Regions from separate parts of the Sus scrofa genome. Here region 1 is linked to region 2. Evidence: chromatin contacts called from public Hi-C data. All regions are on one chromosome and are shown on one strand. The core of a region is the stretch at or near the end of the contact, and the rest is flanking DNA. Distances in the headings are between cores, read along the strand shown.

Evidence for each region. Hi-C and Micro-C count contacts between places; a contact is called where the count stands out from the background.
Region 1: a Hi-C map of liver shows a contact between it and region 2, with 2.4 times the contacts expected there. The contact joins the promoter of CSRP1 here to the promoter of PHLDA3 in region 2. A contact is called at or near these places in 1 of 5 promoter capture datasets (liver), 19 of 47 Hi-C or Micro-C datasets (adipose tissue, alveolar macrophages, blood and 8 more) and 1 of 2 datasets of contacts at active chromatin or transcription factors (skeletal muscle).

What each region holds. Positions count from the first base shown.
Region 1 is chr10:23,862,128-23,865,551 of Sscrofa11.1, forward strand. CSRP1 (cysteine and glycine-rich protein 1) reads right to left here and starts at 1,893. Exons shown (of 6, transcript XM_003357676.4): 1 at 1,578-1,893.
Region 2 is chr10:23,825,943-23,829,049 of Sscrofa11.1, forward strand. PHLDA3 (pleckstrin homology-like domain family A member 3) reads right to left here and starts at 1,486. Exons shown (of 2, transcript XM_003357675.5): 1 at 872-1,486. The coding sequence starts at 1,303. The coding sequence ends at 932.

The DNA of each region.
Region 1 (3,424 bases), core at 643-3,142, 37 kb after region 2:
CACTGCTGGCTCCCACCCAGAAGCAGAGGAGGTGGGCCCACCCTTCAGTTTCTCCCTTGTGTCTCCCAGGACCCTCTACGGGCAGCGCTGCCCGCCCACAACACACCCTCTGTGGGATAAACTTCCTTCTCTGCCTGCCTGTCCCCCCTCCCCCCGGATTTCCTCCCTGAGGCACAAGGTCACTCCCTGGGAGACCAAGAGCAGCCACAAGGATAGTCTCTCTCGCAAGAAGTGACCCTGCCGGCCCGCCCCCCCCACCCCCCGCAAGCACTTCAGCCCACCATGAACATCTGGAGGCCAGAGGTGAGCGCAGCAGTGAACACTCAGCACCTGGTCCCCAAATCCCTCAGGGAAGAAATTCCAGCCTGCCCTGAGAGGACAGCACCTCCAGCCTGCTGAGCTTCTGGGAGCAGTGGGGAGGCATGGGGTGGGGGGCTGGGGGGAGGCCAAGGAGAAGGGAGCCACTGTCCCCGCTGGGTTCCACGTCTGTGCAAGGCTCTCCCAGTGCCAACCCTACAGGAACTGAGCGTGAGAGGGAGGCGACCTGTTTAAGGCCACGGGTTCAGGATCAGGATCAGTTCCCCTTCCAACAACCTCTCACCGAGTGGGTTGCCGTGTTCACCAGAGCCGGGTGTACGGACCTCTGGGGGTAGGAGCCCAGGTGACGCCCTCTCAGCTGGGTGGGCCTAACCATCCACTCACACCCAGGGGCAGGGGTGCCCCCGCCTCCGGGGAGCTGAGCCACCCAGCCTCCTGCCTAGACCCAGATTTGATTAGATCACAACTGTTTGCAGAATTTGCACAACACTCTGGGGCCTGTGAGAGCAGATAAAACGCCTGCCTCGTGGTTGCTGGTGGGGCAATGGACTGCAACTTTCTCTAAGTGTGTTCCCCACTTCAGGGACTGAGGCCACCAAGCACTGTGGGTCCCTTCAGGCTCTGCGATGGTCCCCACTCCTTTAGACGAGCCGGCGGGGGCGGGAGTGAATGGGGCGCGCGCAGTGGGAGGTGGGGGGCAACTCCATCTAGTCTTTTGAAAAGAGTGAAACCAGCACCTGCGCTGCGCAGGGCAGGGCGCAGCTGCCACGGGCGGGCCCCCGAGGCCCGACGGTCCCCACCCTGCCCGCGGGCGCGTTCCCCCAGGGCAGAAGGGCGGGGGCTGCAAGAGGCTCCCACCCCCGCCGGACAACAAGCGTCAGTGCGCGCAGAATGGCCCATTGTTCCGCCTCGGGACCCGCAGGCGGTGGGGGGCGCCGGGCCGTCCCGGGACAGGGGCACGTGGGGGCCCTTTGTGTCCGGGGAACCCGGAGCGGGGAGGAGCCCCGCGCCTCCTGGAAAGAAACCCGCGCGGCCACTTGGCCCCACTCCTCGGCCTGCGCGGGCCCCGGCCGCCCGGTGTCGCGTCTACCCTCCCCTGCAGCCTCCCGAGAGGTGGCGGGACAAGAAGGCCGGGGGCGTCCAGCGCGCGCGGAGCCGGGGCGCGCAGAGGAGCCAGGGCGCTCGGGGGTAGGGGCGGAGGTTGCAGCGGAGCCCAGCGGGGTGGCCCAGAGGGGCTCGGCGAGACCCCGCGCACTCACCTGGCGGCGGTGGTGGCTGGGCTTTCGGTAGCGGCAGCGACAGCGGGCGGCGCTCTGGAAGCGGGGCTGGGCTCGTCCGGCCCGCGCGCCGTTTTGTTCCGCTCCCGGGGGGCGTGTCCCGGCCACGCCAACCAGTGGGCTTTGCACACTGCACCACACCAGCGCCGATGTCACCACACCGGGGCTGATGTCACCGCATCGGCGCTAAGGTCTTGGCGCAACCCCCCAACCCCCCAGCGGGGTCCCCAGGCCCGGGGCGACCCGGCTGCGCCCGGGGGACCCCCTGTGCCCCCGCCACGGAGGAAGCCGCGTCTCGCACGTGCCCGGAACTTCTCAGGGTTTCCTGGCGGCCGGATGCGAGAGGGTGGAGACACAAGTCTGAGAGCTAAGACTTCTGATAAAACCTGCGCCACAAGAGAAGGGGCGGGCGTGGATGGCGGTGGGGACGGTGGTGGGGTCTCACTTGTTCTGGCGGCAGGGTGGCAAGGACACATCTGAGCACCAGGGTAAGAGAGGCCTGAGTTCGGATCCCGCCCCTTCCGTGTACTAGCTGTTGCCCTGGCCTAGATTCCAAATCACCCCCCACCCCCGCCCACAGGCTCCGCATCTGTGAAGGAGCTGTAATCCACAGGGAAGGGGTGTGTTTTGGGGGGAGACGGGGCAGATCTTCTAAGCCTTCTACGCCCTCAGCAGTGGCCCTCGGTGAGTGTAACGCCCTCCTCCAGCAGCTCTTCCTTCTGGGCTTCCCCAATCTCCCCTGCTCTCCAAAGGAGGCTGCCCCACCCCTCCCCCAGAACAGCAGCTCTGAAAAGTGGGTGCCGCCCTCAGCAGCTCCCAGCCCTTCCTGTGCCTGCAGCAGCGGGCATCTCAGAGGTCAGAGCCGCCCGCTCCCTGCAGAGCTGTTCCTGGGTCAGGATAGAACCTCCACCTCTGTCCTGGGCAGAACAGCCCAGAAACCTGGGGCTCTGGAGGGAGAGGGAGTCACCCCCTGGCAGAGGGGTCCTGGTGGGGGGCAGAGCGAGCCCAGCTCTAAAGGAAGGTGCCGGAGTTCCCCTCGTGGCTCAGTGGTTAACAAATCCAACTAGGAACCATGAGGTGGCAGGTTCGATCCCTGGCCTTGCTCAGTGGGTTAAGGATCCGGCATTGCCGTGAGCTGTGGTGTGGGTAGCAGACGTGGCTCAGATCCCGCGTGGCTGTGGCTCTGGTGTAGGCCAGTGGCTACAGCTCCAATGAGACCCCTAGCCTGGGAAACTCCATATGCCACGGGAGTGGCCCTAGAAATGGCAAAAAGACGAGGAAAAAAAAAAAAGAAAAGAAAAAAATAAAAGAAGGTGCCATCTGCTCCCCCAAGTCCTGTTCGGAGGAACACGGAGACCTGAGAGAGACTGAGAACTTAGGGAGACAAAGCACTTCTTTGGGTCCGCGGTGTCGTAGCTCATTCACTGCATTTCCAGGTCGAATGGCACCCTTTGCACTGGGAGCACACCGAGTGGGGTGCAAACCACACTCAGACCTCGGCGCACATTTCGCTGTGCTGTGCCTGCTCCCCGGGTGCCCTGCTGTTTGCCCTCATGGGCTCCAGTGTCTCTGAGAAGGAAGCCTCCTCTCGCCCATGGCTGTGGCCCCGGGGGCAGGTCTTGGAGGGCTGCTGGGCAGCTGGTGGCCCTTCCTCCGGGTCACGCACAGGTGCAGCTGCCACATCTTCCAGCCTGGACAGGTGTCGAGGCCTCAGACCCTCACAGGCCTCATTTACAGCCCCAGGTGGCCGAATCATCTCTCCTCCAGGAATAAAATCAAGCATCTTAGAATCCAGAAAATGAGGTGTTTATCTGGGCTTTTCTGACTTC
Region 2 (3,107 bases), core at 236-2,735:
ACAGGAGGGAGCAGCATCTGGGGAAGAGGGCACAGGGCCGGGAGCCAGGGCTTCTGGGTTCTATTCCTGGTTCCTCCCCTCCGGCTTTCTGACCACAAACCCGCCCCCACCCCCTGCCCTACTGCCCAAGGAGGATTAAGACATCACAAATACCTCACCGTGAGGCCATCCCCCCACCCCCTCCTCGGTCCAGAACTCAGGGGCGCTCAGGGGCAGGTGGACAGGGCCACCCCTCTAGGCATCAGTGGCCTGGCCCGCCCATCCACCACATCCCCTGGGTTTCCCAACAGCTCAGCCCTGGGACCCAAAGCTCACAGTCAAGAGTGGGCAGTGAAGCTCCCAGGCCCGGCCTAGCCAAGCCCCCACCAGGAACCCACTTTGGGAGCTAGGACTCCCCCTTCTGGTCCCAACCTGGTGGGACCCTACTAGTTGAGGGCAGCTGTCCTCCTGCATCAATTCCTCGCTCACCCTCCCAACCAGCGCCATGCCAGCAGAAGGGGCGGGGCCAGTCCATGCCCCCTCTGCCCGCCCCTGGCCCCAGAAAGCCACAGCCCAGGAGCCCTGCCCTGGTGGGTAGGGGCCAGCAGCCTGCGGAGTTGTCCTGGCCTCCTCCACCTGAGTCAGGGCAGAACCAACCTGGGGAAGGCCCCTCCTGCCCACCTTCCTCAGAAGCAGGGGTCACTTTCAGGTCCCCACGCCTGGTGCCAGGGGAAAGTCAGGCTCTCCGCCCCAGGCCCAGCCCTTCCGGGCTCGGTGGCCCTTAGGAGGGTCCAGCTGTGAGGTGGCACGCGGGTGGGAGGCCCCCATTTTCTCCGCTGAGGAAAGGAAACGGGAGGGAAGAGAGAAGGGGACCTCGGACCCCAAGGCTCACCTGACACCACCTCCGCGCTGCGTCAATGGGCCGCGTGGAGCGGAGACGTCCGTCCGCGGCTTAAGACACCAGGGTCCCGGCCCCCAGGCTCTGCCGCGCGCGCACCGTCTGGATAGCCTGCTGGTTCTTGAACTTGACCAGGCCCAGGGTGATCTGCGCGTTCCAGCCGGGGTCCTCGAGCGGGCAGCGGAAGTCGATCTCGCCGCCGCCCTCGGTCACCAGCGTGAAGTAGATGTGGCGCCCCGTGCTCTCCACGCACTCCACCGCCTTGATGCGGGCGAAACTCAGCTCCTTGGGACGGCCGCCCGCGCCCTTGGCCTCGAAGAGCTGCAGCCCGCGCTCGGTGAGCACGCAACGCTTGCGCTTCCACAACTGCAGCAGCCCGCCACTGCGCTTCTCCAGCACGCCCTCCCGGAGCACGGCCGCCGTCATGGGCGCGGGCGCGGGGCCGGGCCGGGCCGCCCCGCCGGTTCTCCGCACGAGCTCCCCGCCGCTGCTCCGCGCCGACCCCGCCCCGGGCCCAAGAGCCCCGGCCGCGCGCTCACCCGATCGCTGGCCCGCTCGCTCCGCCGGCCGTCTGCGCGCTGGGCGGCCGCTCCGGGGATGTGCCCTCACATGTCCCGGGCCCGCCTCCTGCGCGGCGCATTCCTGCCCGGAGGGGGGCGGGCCTGCCCTCCCTCCCCTCCCCTCCCTTCCCCTCCCCTCCTCTCCCTTGCGCAGCCTGGCCGGCCTGGGGGCGGGGCGCGGTCATCCTGCGGGCCCTGGACGCCGGGCAAGGGGCGCAGGGACCGAGAGAGCTGCTGACCCACGGCCGGAGCCCTGGGGCCTCGCATCTGCCGCTCCTGGGACCACAGCTCCTCCAGATCTTGGACTCCGGGGGTCGCTGCTTGGGAGGAGGGGTTGCTCCGCGGTGGCACTGGTTGGGACTCGCACGGGGAGGGGTGGGGGCGCGCGCCAGACAGCTGCTGGATGCTTCCCAAACCCCCGTCTCTGCCCCCTTTCCCATCTTGGCCAGCTCCTGCCTGGCATTGCGAAATCAGAAAAATGAGGAAGATCCTGGGGTTGGGATGGGGGAAGGGGCTGGGAATCAAGCCCAAACTGGGTTCCGCCCCCAGGGGCAGATTTCTCAGTGCAGGGGCCCAAAGAGGCTGCCCGCAGCTGTCTCTGCTCCACGCCCACCCTCTTACTCCTGCCCCCATCCCAGTGCCAGCCTGGGACTGAGGAGTCTTGAGGTCCCTCAGCCTCCCTGCGGTGGAGGAGGGGGAGGAGGGACACACCCCCCCACCACCACCCACACACACACACTGGTGACCTGGCTAAGTCATTGCTGCATCCTCTTCGTCACATGGAGGGGGCCCTGGCTCAGCCCGCATAGATGTTGAGGGGCCGGGCCCAGCCCACATAGACTCCGCACCGGTGGAGTCAGCCCCAGGCCTGTGCTATTCCCCTTTGCAGATTCAGTGCTGCTCCCCCGAGCCCAGCCCCCTGGATACTGAGCTGAAGAGGGAGGGGGGAGGTAGGAAGAAGCCCCCTCCCCCATTTCTGGCTGGAGAGTATGGTGTGAAGGCCTGAGCTCTTCAGGTTTCAAATCTCAACTCTTCCTCCTGGGGGGGCCATGTCCAGCCCACCTTGGGCAACTTTTTTTTTTTTTTTTTTGGTCTTTTGTCTTTTGTCCTTTTAGGGCCGCACCCACAGCATATGGAGGTTCCCAGGCTAGGGGTCCAATCGGAGCTACAGTTGCCGGCCTACACCACAGCCACGCCAGATCGGAGCCTTGTCTGCAACCCACAGCTCACAGCAACGCTGGATCCTTAACCCACAGAGTGAGGCCAGGGATTGAACTCGAGACCTCATGGTTCCTAGTTGGATTCATTTCCGCTGCCCCACAACAGGACCTCCGGCAACTTCTTTATCCTCCAGTTTCCTCCTCCATCAGATGGGAAGATGCATTGATTCTTACATCACCGATCTCTAGGGATTAAGTTAGATAACATCGGTGAAAGGCCTAGGACACCTGCCCCCACTTTTACCGACTGTGGAGGATGGAGACAAGGCACCGGCAGATGGCCGTCCCCGGTCCTCGCCTGCCCCCGGCTCAGTCAGCTCCTGAAGGACTACCCATTTCTTGGGGACCTATTCATAGACATGCTAATAATAGATGCTGATGGGAATAATGATTTGTAATAACGATAGTAATGAGACCTCTTTGTACCCACACCCTGTGTTTCCAGCCTCC